Linked DNA regions of Danio rerio: region 1 is linked to region 2. The links are chromatin contacts, called in public Hi-C maps. All regions are on one chromosome and are shown on one strand. Each heading gives the region's core, a stretch centred on a gene start, on an enhancer-like site or on the middle of the called end of the contact. The rest is flanking DNA. Distances are from core to core; before and after follow the strand shown. Region 1 has its middle 28 kb from the start of znf507. Region 2 overlaps znf536 (zinc finger protein 536).

The links. A called contact is a pair of places that touch in the nucleus more often than the background predicts.
Region 1: a contact with region 2 is called in a Hi-C map of embryo, with 7 times the contacts expected there. The contact joins two enhancer-like sites. A contact is called at or near these places in 7 of 18 Hi-C or Micro-C datasets (caudal fin, embryo, hematopoietic stem cells and 2 more) and 1 of 4 datasets of contacts at active chromatin or transcription factors (caudal fin).

What each region holds. Positions count from the first base shown.
Region 1 is chr7:49,021,667-49,027,501 of GRCz12tu, reverse strand. No RefSeq gene overlaps it. Among named protein-coding and RNA genes, the nearest start is that of znf507, 28 kb to the left of the region's middle. Within about 2 kb of position 3,246, at least 4 of the 62 cell types and tissues checked have an H3K27ac peak or open chromatin away from gene starts, as enhancers often do.
Region 2 is chr7:48,303,398-48,309,354 of GRCz12tu, reverse strand. The region is part of intron 12 of znf536 (zinc finger protein 536); the gene reads right to left. It overlaps LOC141375119 (a long non-coding RNA gene), which reads left to right. Exons shown (of 3, transcript XR_012382633.1): 2 at 104-279; 3 at 1,899-3,321. Among named protein-coding and RNA genes, the nearest start is that of tshz3b, 270 kb to the left of the region's middle. Within about 2 kb of position 1,459, at least 8 of the 62 cell types and tissues checked have an H3K27ac peak or open chromatin away from gene starts, as enhancers often do.

The DNA of each region.
Region 1 (5,835 bases), core at 1,997-4,496, 720 kb before region 2:
AACGTTATTAGCCAAATAGACTGATCAAGATGACTTTCTGAAGTTTAAAATAAGATTTATTATATATTTATTTGATTTTAGTTTGTTGGTGCTAGATACACACACACACACACACACACACACACACACATTTACAAGGCAACTAAACTAATAAATACTCATTACTAGTATAAGGTCTGTATAGAGTAAAAACTGTATTCAGTACCATTTCCCAGCATACAGCAGATGTGTCACAGCCTCTTGTATAGTGTCTGCTCCTCAAATGAATCTTGTAGAGTCCTGCTGCTTTATTCACTTTAAACAGGCTCTGCTGTTTTGGGTAAAAGAGCACAGCGTGTCTCAGGGCCCACACAAACAGATGTTTACTCTGTAAAATCTCAAAGCCAATCCTGCGGGTTGTCAAGGCCAGATATATTTATGGACAAGGGCGGCACGCAATCTCGAAGCCTTTGTCCACAAGTGAAGAAAATATGGTTTCAGTTGGTGCTTTCTGGCACCTACCGAAAGTAATGATTGATTATAGGCAGCGAGAGCCCTCTGTACTAATTTCATCATCGCTGACAAAATAAATAAATAAGAGAAAAAAGGGGCCACATAAAATGTTGTTTTCCAGTGTCTATCTTGTTGGGTTATTTTCTCGATTTCTTTATTTTGTGAGAGTGTCAGGGAAAATTAATGTAATTAACTCACCCTGAGGCAGAGTGTTGCACTTGAAGTTTGTCACCCTGAAATTCTGTTATCTGGGAATGAAGGAGAAAAACACAATCGCCCTCTCTGCTGTTATTTTTCCCCCTCTCATATTGAATTTACGCTCGGTGCTTGAATGTCTTGAAGAGGCACCGATGTCGCTGTCAGAGCTTCTGCTCTCATTTGGGCTGGAGAAGGCGATGTGTGCGTCAGCTCGGCTCAAATCACCGCTAATACGTCTTAATGAGTAACGCTGACTGTCGCTCATGATTTGCTGTAAATATTTTCAGTGCTACTTCGTCCTTTGCTTAACGTCTCTCTGGCAGAAGGAATCAAACAAACCATAAGTATTGTCGCCACATGAACCGGAGTTATTTTGGGTGTCCAGCCGAGAGGAGATTCATCAGCTAACGAACTCTTGATGTTTGTCAAATGATCAGGAACCAGTCCTGCGTATCACGTCGTAAAGCGCAGACCTGTCCTGCAGCAGCCTCTGAAGTGACAAAACAAAGAGCTGAACGTACCCGTGTTGTCTGTAAATATTTAAACTTAGCAAAGCATATTTTACTTTGAAAATCCCAGGAGCATTACTGTATGACAAATGATCGCATGCGGCATAATGCTTCGGTTGTGCAACTGGAGATGCGGAGCTGGAATCAAACTCAGCGTCAGGAGCGGGACTGAACACATTTTTAAGCAGAGTTTTACGATTAGTGTCAAGAGGAAATTACAGATTTAGAGGCCACTGGATTTTTGTGTTGTACTTGTGGCTGTGACCTTGTTCCTCTGCTTTGTGTGTTCAAGTCCATTAGCCTGAGTATCCACCACACAACTGTAACCCTAACCTTTAATGCACATGGTAAAGAAGTACAATGTGATTGCATTTAGAGTTGGGTTGGGTCAACATGACCTCTAGCTGAACTCTCTGTTCAGGTTTTGTCAGATGCTGTGATTACATCTACAAAATTACTAGCATTACCATTAATTGCATTAATAGGTCTTACATTACCTTAATAGAACAACTTATAATGTTGCCTTACAATAGAACAACTTGCAATCAGCCAATCACATGGCAGCAACTCAATGCATTAAGGCATGTAGACATGGTCAAAACGATCTGCTGCAGTTCAAACTGAGTATCAGAATGGGGAAGAAAGGTATTTTAAGTGACTTTGAACATGGTATGGTTGTTGGTGCCAGACGAGCTGGTCTGAGTATTTCAGAAACTGCTGATTTACTGGGGTTTTCACGCACAACCATCTCTAGGGTTTACAGAGAATGGTCCAAAAAAAGAGAAAACATCCAGTGAGCGGCAGTTCTTTGGGTGCAAATGCCTTGTTGATGCCAGAGGTTAGAGGAGAATGGCCAGACTGGTTTGAGATAAGGCTACTTTTATAGGCACAAATAAAGTGAATTGCCTTTAAAGTGAAATACTTTAACATAAACATAGGAGGATGATAAAAAAAATGCTCATTTTAGGAAAAAAAAAAAAAACTTTAGATGGCATTTAGAGGTTTTTGCAACGGAACTCTTCATATATATATTTAGTTGTTTTAAAAAACTGAATAAATAAGATAAAAACAAACTAATAAATGATAGATTAACACTATCTAGTAATTATAATCATTTTAAAATGAGGGATAAATAATTGTAAATGATTAAAACTAATAAATTATCCAAATCGTAATTAAAATAAATGAATTAATTTAGATGAAAACAAAGAAAAACACAAATTAGATTAAAATGAATAATACAAATCAAATTAGGTTAAAATAAGCAAAGACATGAATAAACACAGCACTTTAATGAGTAGAGCAATGTGATAATGTATCTTTAAATATTTTAGAACCATTTATAATATCAGTTGTCCACAGTGTAAACTGGGTCTTCAAGCAAAGCAAATAAATCCTAAAATAAAAAAGAAAACGAACTACAAGCTACTGAGTTTTTGTTGCATAATTTACATTGTCAACCCAGACATCATTTCCAACTAGTAGAAATGTTAACATTTGTCACTTTGTTAAACTGCAGAGTAAAATGTTCAACATCAAAAGTTGTCAAAGCAGAGATCAAAGTCCCATTATGCAATTTTTAAGTGTAAAAAAGCTTAAACACCTGCCAATCACAAGCTTAAACTATATTTCTGTTAAATTACTTCCATCTGCTACTTAACATATGTTGACAGTGTACAATAAACTCTATTCCTTTGACATTTTAAAATCAGATGATCAGTTTTTGCAGGAAACCTGAATTGTATGAGGTTTTTTTTTTTTAACTTAGCTGCAATTATACTATAGATGTACACATAAAAATGAACAACTGCAGCATTACATATTATTAATTATCATTTAAAGTGAAGGACAGCATCCGGACAGCGTTTTCTTCCTGTAGAAACGAGCACTATTTCAGCAGCTTTTCATTGATCACTGTTCTGTCCTGACAAAGCGCTGACGAAGGCCGATTCATCATAGCCAGAGATGAATTCATGCAGGGCCTTAAAGGGCTATAAACCTCAGAGGCTTATTTGAGGCCAACCTTGTTCTAACCTTTGACCCCTGAGGCTGCAATCCTGACCACACATCCTGACCCTCAGTCCTCGCCTCCGCCGCTGCGCACCGTATATACCATTACAATTCAGCCAGTCTCCAGCGGCCTTTAAAATAGCAGTGTGTGTAATTACACTATAGCAAAGGCAATATGTAGGGCACTGCCTAACTACAGGCTTTAAGTTTAATTAGCACTTAATTACCGACATTGCTTAACTGGTTATCCAGGAGGACTAGCAGGCATTAGCAGTGCGGAGATAGGAAGATATGGAGAAAATATGGTACCGCAAAGCTGCGGTCCTACCGTTAATGCCGGAGCTCTAGAGAAACAGTATGAATGTCTGCGTAGCATTTTAATGAATTTGTTATGTGCAGTATGGATTTCTCACTCTCTCTCTCTCTCTCTATATATATAAATGTATTTCATATCTAAGTAGATGAGTAGCTAAGGTGTTGGTCAGTGTCTAACACCAGCAAATGAGAAGTGTGTGTTTATGTGTGTGTGTTTTATAATACTGGAGGCTGAATGATAGGAGTGTGTGGGAGTGAGCGGCAAAAGAAAGACAAAAGGAGCGCAGGACTGAATGTCATCCTGAAAATAATATAAATTAATTGGCTGGAGAAAATCAGAGAGGAAAATCTGCCCTGCTAGTAATTAGGTTCCAGATTAGTAATGACTGGATTCGGGAAAAAAAAGTCAGTTTGCCCATTTATTTTTTTATCTTTTTGGTGAGACTTAATTTGTCGTGGAAAAAAATGGTATTTTTAAAGGGCACCTAAACCTTGGTTTTAATTGGGGTGAGTGGACAGGCTACAAAGCATTGTTGGATATGTACTGATGCTGCTTGTGTAAATCAATTTCTCAGAGAATAAGTGTTTTCCTTTAGTTAAGAAAAGGTTCAGTATTACAGGAAAACAAATGAACTTTCAAATGTATGATTATGAGTATGATACATGGTTGTCAGTTTTCACAATGTAATAAAAAAATCGAATTAATTCAACATTTTTAATTGTATTTGTTTTTTATTTGATGCATTACTATTAATATATGACATGTAAATATGAAATGAATCCACATAATCTGAGTATATATGCTGTTTTTTGACTGCTTTGCAGATAGTATATATGAATGGCTGCAGAAAGAACTAGAATGCATTGTACAAACATTGATTTATTTTAAAGTGTGCTTTAGATACTACTACTACAACTACTACTACTACTACTACTACTACTAATAATAATAAATTATAATCATAATAATTTAGTCAAGTCAACACTGAAACAGACTGTGCCTTTTATGACATGTATTAAGATACTTGAAAATGTATTCATACAGTTCACTAATTATTTGTTTTGTTAATTAAATTAACTTTTTTTCTTAACATATATGACAGAAGCAGTGTTTTACACCAGCAAAAAAAGTAAAATGTGGTAGACGATAATAATGATAATAAAAAAAAATTAAATAAAAACAATGTGTGTGATATCTCAGTTTTTAAGACCCACAGAATTTTATTTTAAGGGGTTGAGAAAAGGTGGTTCAACCAAATACAAATAAGCATGTGGAATTGTGTATTTTTGTAAACAAAAATGAAAGATTAATAAAATATAAGATATATAAGATATATAATATAAGATACATTTAATGTCTAGCTTTGATTTAGAGGGAGGGATGTAACATTTTCTTTAAAACCCACAAATATCACATGCAATTGACACAACTGCGAGTAATGCAAACATTCAATCTGTTTAATCTATGTATTTAGCAAATGCTTCCAAAAATTGATAAAATACAACAAAATAGATGTTTCTTTAAAAAATGGTTTGTTTATTTTGTCAGTGTGTAAAGTATTGACAGACACCAAATATATTCCTTTTATACCAAATAAATTTTTCCCAAATAGATTTTTTCCCCTATTACTTAGTTAGCCTAAGATTAAAACAACATTGCATAGGAATGGATTCTTTGTTTCATAAGTATATACTTTTTCCTTAATACACTGATTCAACATCAATGACTTATGATTTGATGACTTTTAATGCTGACACTCATTCAAGACTTCCTGTATTGCTTTGTCCAGCAACATAGCCTAAACTAAACAGCAGAAAATTATGTGCTGTTAGTGTTAACGTTAGTGTGTATTCAGCTGCTTTTGTTGTCTATGATATCAATACGAAATCACACAAAAACAGTTAAAGATGGCTAACAGTTCTTCAAAAAGTGTTTCAAGTCATATTTCCGGGAAGAAAAAGGCCACATTATCCTACCCCTCTCCAGTTTGTGCCGCAAAACACCGACAGATGGCGCTCTCTGTCACCTCAATCTTCCATTCTTCCCGAGAGAGTCTCACAGCACGCTGATGTTTGATTCACTAAATGTAAGTCTTTGTTTGCCTCCTTTCACCTGCAAAATCACACCAGATAAACAGCACGTTTGCGTTCCAGGTGATGGAAATTCATACTAAAGTGACACATCATAGGACAAACGCCTTTTGATATGCGGTGATGTCGCTTATTTGCATACAGCTACGAGACCACTTGTGAATTTCCAGTTTCTCAAAATTTATAGAGTTTGAGTAAAACGTATTTAAAAAACTATCAC
Region 2 (5,957 bases), core at 210-2,709:
ATATATATATATATATATATATATATATATATATATATATATATATATATATATATATATATATATAAAGATAGTCCTTATATTAAAATACTTATAATTCCAGAGATTCAGTGCACCAGCCGCCATCAGCCTGTCTGTGCAGACCAAAGAAAGTGACGGTTGACGTTCCGCCACAAGATGGCGACAGAGACATAATAATAAGTCCTGAGGGGAGGGAAAAAGTCAGCGTTTTCTCAGCGCGAGTTTCAAACTACAGCAGAACAAATCATAATAAAACAGGTAAGTGACATTCTAAGTCGATCTCTCTTTTTAGTATGCTGTATCTCTCTTTAGTGTTTGTTTTACTTTTGCTTGTTCAGGGTTAATTGTGATATCCTGATTGCAACATAAAAACACTGGCAAATCTCTGGCATTTCATCTCGTTCAGTCTTATAATCTTAAAATATGAGCAAAAATCACCTGTTTTTATCATCACTTTAGGCATTAAGCTAGAGAATTATTTAAGAACTAGCTCTAAAATGATGTTTGTGAAGTAGCAACAGTTTCTGCTGTTCTGACATGAGCTGCAGATGTGAATGAATGGCGGAAGAAAGTAGTTCCGCATACAAAAGAGTTTTTGAGACTCCATGTTTGATTTTCTTTTTCATACACACAATTATGCTGTCAAACTGTTGTATAAATGCAAAAACACACTCGTAGCAGTGCGATATGGCTGTATATCAGCACTGGTGGGGGGCACTAAAGCATTAGGCCTGTGGCCTCAAGCCAACACATACCTCATATAAATATTAGTAATGTGCAATGCTAAATACTTCATTTAGACAACTTCATTGGCTATTTTCTCAGTATTTAGATTTTTCTAACCTCCAGATTGCAGATTTTCAAATGTTGTATTGTACAAATCAATGGAAAGCTTATTTATTTATCATTTAGATGATTCATAAATCACGATTTCCCAAAAATTTACATTTGTGACTTGTTTTGTGACTACAGTCATATTAAGTCAAATTACACTTTCTGGGTTAAAAAATCTATTGAATATTAAATACAATAGTCCATTTTTAGTCCATATTTGACCCAAAATTGGGTTGAAAAAAAACAACAATTATTTCAGTTTAGTCTGTATCCATTTTCCTTTATCTAGCCTTTCTGAAGACATGTCTAATGCTCCCTCTTGTGGCGCCTCCTCTTAAATTCTCTATTTCATTCTGCTTTTCTTATCTCACCATTCACACGCATACAGTCTAAAAGATATCAAACACGATGCGTTTGAACAGTATACGATTGTGGAAAGCATGCAAACACATCCTCTCTCTCTCATGCACATACGCATATGCAGACATGGAGGTGCCTTGGCATGTAATCAAAATCAGTCTTATATAAATTCCATCTGATGCCAGAGCCACCATCTGTGAAAGAGTGCTGCCTCTCACCTCTGTCTGTCTGTGAGAAGTCGCCCTCTCCAACGCTCAGCAACAAAGACTGTGCGTATGTGTGTGTGTGTGACAGAGAAAGAGCGGGAGAAGGGTGTTGAGGAGGAAAAATGATTAATTTGCAGAATGCTTGTGATTTGCTCATATATTATTATAACAGCTCATCAGCACATGACGAATCCCTTGCCCCACGCAGCAGAAAGAACCTGCAGGGCTTCAGCACTTTTACTGTGTGTGTGTTTACACACTCAAGCATGTGTCCCTGTGTATGTGTGGCATGTCTTTGAAAAATAATAGCTCATGAGCATGTCATGAATGCCTGTTTCTGCATGTGTGTGTGTGTGTGTGGCTTTGTGTGGGGGAAATACTGCATGTGCACTGTGTGTGTTTTGTTCTGTGTGTGTGTGTTTTTTGTGTGTGTGTGTGCGTGTGTGTGTGTGTGTGTGTGTGTGTGTGTGTGTATAGGCTGGCACCTGACAGACTGCAGAGACTCTAATGACTTTCAGATGCTCACCGTGAGTAACTCCAGCTTGAGAACAAGTAAGATTGGAGTATTGAAGGAGAGAGAGAGAGAGAGACTTCCGCTCTGTGGGTGATTAAGGGTATAAATGCTCATATCCTTTCAACTCGCACTGCAAATATGAATGAGGTCACCTGAGTTAAACACTTCCGTTTGGTGTCAGTATCACATGTGAAAGAGTATGTTATGGTTTTCAGAACAAACGAGAAGCTAATACAGAGCGACTTTTGTTTTAGATACAATATTTTTTTGTTTTTAAGTCAGGAATGAAAACAGATTAAAAAAAACTGTAACAATAATTGTGTTTTGGAACTTTTTGGACAATTGGATCTCACTAAAAGTCCCTTTTTTGTTCCTAAATTATATTTGTTGTTTTTTTCAGGTTTTTTTTTTTTGCATTTGCATTTGCATTATACTGTAAGATATACGTAGGTCCACACGGAATCTGTGCATGCAGAAATCTGCTGATTTTAAACCCATTATTGAGTCTATATTTTTACTTGTGTAAATGTGTGTACATTTATATTTAATCAGTTTTTAAATGAATTTCAATAATATTATTGACTTAATGCTCATTTGATTTATTTACAATACAGTTTGCAAAGTAATATTTTCTGTCTTTTTGTAGATATGAGTGTTTAACTTTGTTTACCAAATAAATGGATCAAAGTGGGTTTGCATTACAAACATTAAATAAAACTTAAAAAGATATACATTTTTATTTCATATATTAAGCTTTTATATGCTATACTCCCAAAATCATCCTGCATAAATTTGCAGATGTTTTTTTTACAACATTCTGCACAGAAATAGCATAAAATGTCCACAGATTTGATCTGGCCCTAGCTTAAGGTAGGGGATATTGTCGCCTAAATTTTTCTTAACTTGAAAACATGTTCTAGTTGCATTTATAAGTTGACTGGAAGTTGTCAAAACCAAAATTGTCAACGATTCAAATTGTCTTTATACAGTATGCATGTATGCATCTAGTGACTGATCCCAGCCCGATAGCAAAGTATGCATATTTGATTGCAGTCATTCCTTTTTTGTATTTTTGTTTCTCAATAATTCAATGTTTTTGAAAAAATTCACCTGCGGCTTGATATACCAGATCGGAGAGATTCCCCTCTTCCAAGTGGAGAGGAGTTATAAACAGATACATGATATCTACCAATTTCTGCTTCCTGTAGTGACACAATGTTTGCATACTTTATCACAGACGCAGTAGATTAGATGCTTTATTTGTCAGATGCACAGCATCTTCAGATCTTTTCATGAAGCAACAGATACAAATAAATGCAATGTTCACAGGAATAAAGTTCAACATTGGACTGTACCATTTACATATCAATAAAGTGTGTCTACTGTAAATATTAGGGATTTGTGTATTAGCCTCTGATGTTTATTAGCCAATATTGGATGAATTTAAAGCTATTGGCTTATCGCTGTAAAAGAAAATGCAGATACCGATAATATATTAATTACGTGGAGGAAATGACTTCCATGTCTTTTAAATTCATTCATTTATTTTTCTTCGCTTTAGTTCCTTTATACATAAGGGGTCACCACAGCGTAATCAACCGCCTACGTATCAAGCATATGTTTTACACAGTAGATATCCTTTTAGCTGCAACCCAGCACTGGGAAACATCTATACACACTCATTCACATACACTATGGCCAATTTAGTTTATTCAGTTCACCCATAGCGCATGTCTTTTGACTGTGGGGGAAACTGGAACATCTGGAGAAAAGCCACCCGAATATGCAAACTCTACACAGAAATGCCAACTAAGAGTCACTGAGACATTTTTTTTTATTTATTTTTTATTTTATTTTTTATTAATTTTTTTCTCAGAGCAAAATTCTTCACAAAACAAATCATTAAATACTTACAAAAATAAATATTATCTGCACAAAATATCACAGCTTCATCTAATATGTAAAAGAAAAAAGTGAGTAAAGAAACTGGTTTACACTATGTTCAAGTGTTGGCACAAAATATGTGGCTATAGTTTTGGTTAAAATTTCTTGAACGATGGAAGGGACTGCATTAGTAAGTCAATATTTTTTTCTAGTGCAGCACAATTTATCATTATATACAGATATAGCAATTGTACTGACTTTATTTTTGTACATTTATTAAATAAATGTTATATTATGGTGGCGCAGTAGGTAGTGCCGTCGCCTCATGGCAAGAAGGTCACTAGTTCGAGCCTCGGCTGGGTCAGTTGGCATTTCTGTCTTGAGTTTGCATGTTCTTCCCACATTCGCATGGGTTTTCTCGGGGTGCTCCAGTTTCCCCCACAAGTCCAAATACATGCAGTACAGGTGAATTGGGTAAGCAAAATTGTCTAAAGTGTATGTGTGTGAATGAGTGTGTGGATGTTTCCCAGAGATGGGTTGCAGCTGAAAGGGCATCCGCTGCATAAAAAAAAACAAATGCTGGATAAGTTGAGGGTCCATTTCACTGTAGTGACCCCAGATTAATAAAGGGACTAAGCTGAAAAGAAAATTAATAAATGTATGTTATATTATGTGTCTAATAAAATTTACCGTTAAAAAATTACCTTATTATTATTATCTTAACTTGTGCCACTCTTAAAATGTTAAAAAAGTTGAATGTTAAATGAATACAATCTATCTTTAGTAAAAGTAATTTAATTGAACAAAAAAGATAGTATTGTATATTAGTTGACCAATATATATATATATATATATATATATATATATATATATATATATATATATATATATATATATATATATATATATATATATATATATATATATATATATATATACTGAAAAAAATATGGGTGGTTTTAAACAATTTAATTGTGTTGAATTTAAACTAACAAATTAAGTTGAACATTATTCAATTTAATTTGTTTGTTTAAATTCAACACAAATAAATTGTTTGCAACTTATTGAAATTATGAAGTGAGTTTGATGAGTAGAGTAGAATTGAGAAGAAACATGCATTTATAATTATGCTATTATATTGTGCATTGTAGCATTTGATTTACAAAATGTGCATGAAAATTGTCTTAAATTAATTGTCAGAACTACATGACACCATAGCCTGACTATCGTTACATGATAAGATTTTTACTGATAAAAAAAACATAAAGCTAAGACGAAACATAAACATGAAACACATGATTATTGGTCAATCATGGAAATGAGAATTAATTAATTTTAGTGACAAAAGTCTACAGAATTTAAACACACTATCTAACCCCCATCCAACATTCACTTCTAATTTGCATCTGCATCAAACACACCTGATGATTCCCTCACTTGTTGCCATCTACTGGCGTAATGATAAAACCTCCAGATGGAGTTACTATGACTACCTGACTAAAATCAGCAACAAAAGACCCACAGTGTTGCTGGACTCAACCATTTGAGTTTTCTAAGTGTTAAACGCATAACTGTGGGGAGTCAACTGGCCTAAAGTTCACCTTGGTCTGACTCACACTCTATATTCAGCCTGAATGCCATATTGATTTCAGAACTTATTTGAACAACATGCCCGTAATATGTTTCTGTAAGCAAAACTAAGTCTGGGTAGAAAATACTACATATATTACATACATACAGACTCACTATATTTCAAAGAACATCTATAATGAAGCTGTATCTATAGGGATTACATAAAGCCATGCATGTGAATGATTCTGAGCCCCTTTTTTCATTTACGTGCAGCATTTGTTGCATATTCATGTCTAATATCTGAGCGGAAACTTTTGGTGTCTGCCTGCTTGAGTGTCACCTATATGGAAGAGAAAGAAAAGATAAAGAAAAACAGAGGGAGTGTGTGTCTGGGGAGAACGCAAGCCACAGAAGGTGTGAGCAGTAAAAAGTGATGTACCATCTGTCGGCCAGTAATAACCTGCGTGTTGTAAAGGCTGGGAGATTACTCAGCAAAGAGAGCTTCCAAACACCCAAATCCCTCCGCAACGTTAGTGCGCCACGCACTATCTCTCCCCACCTGCTCC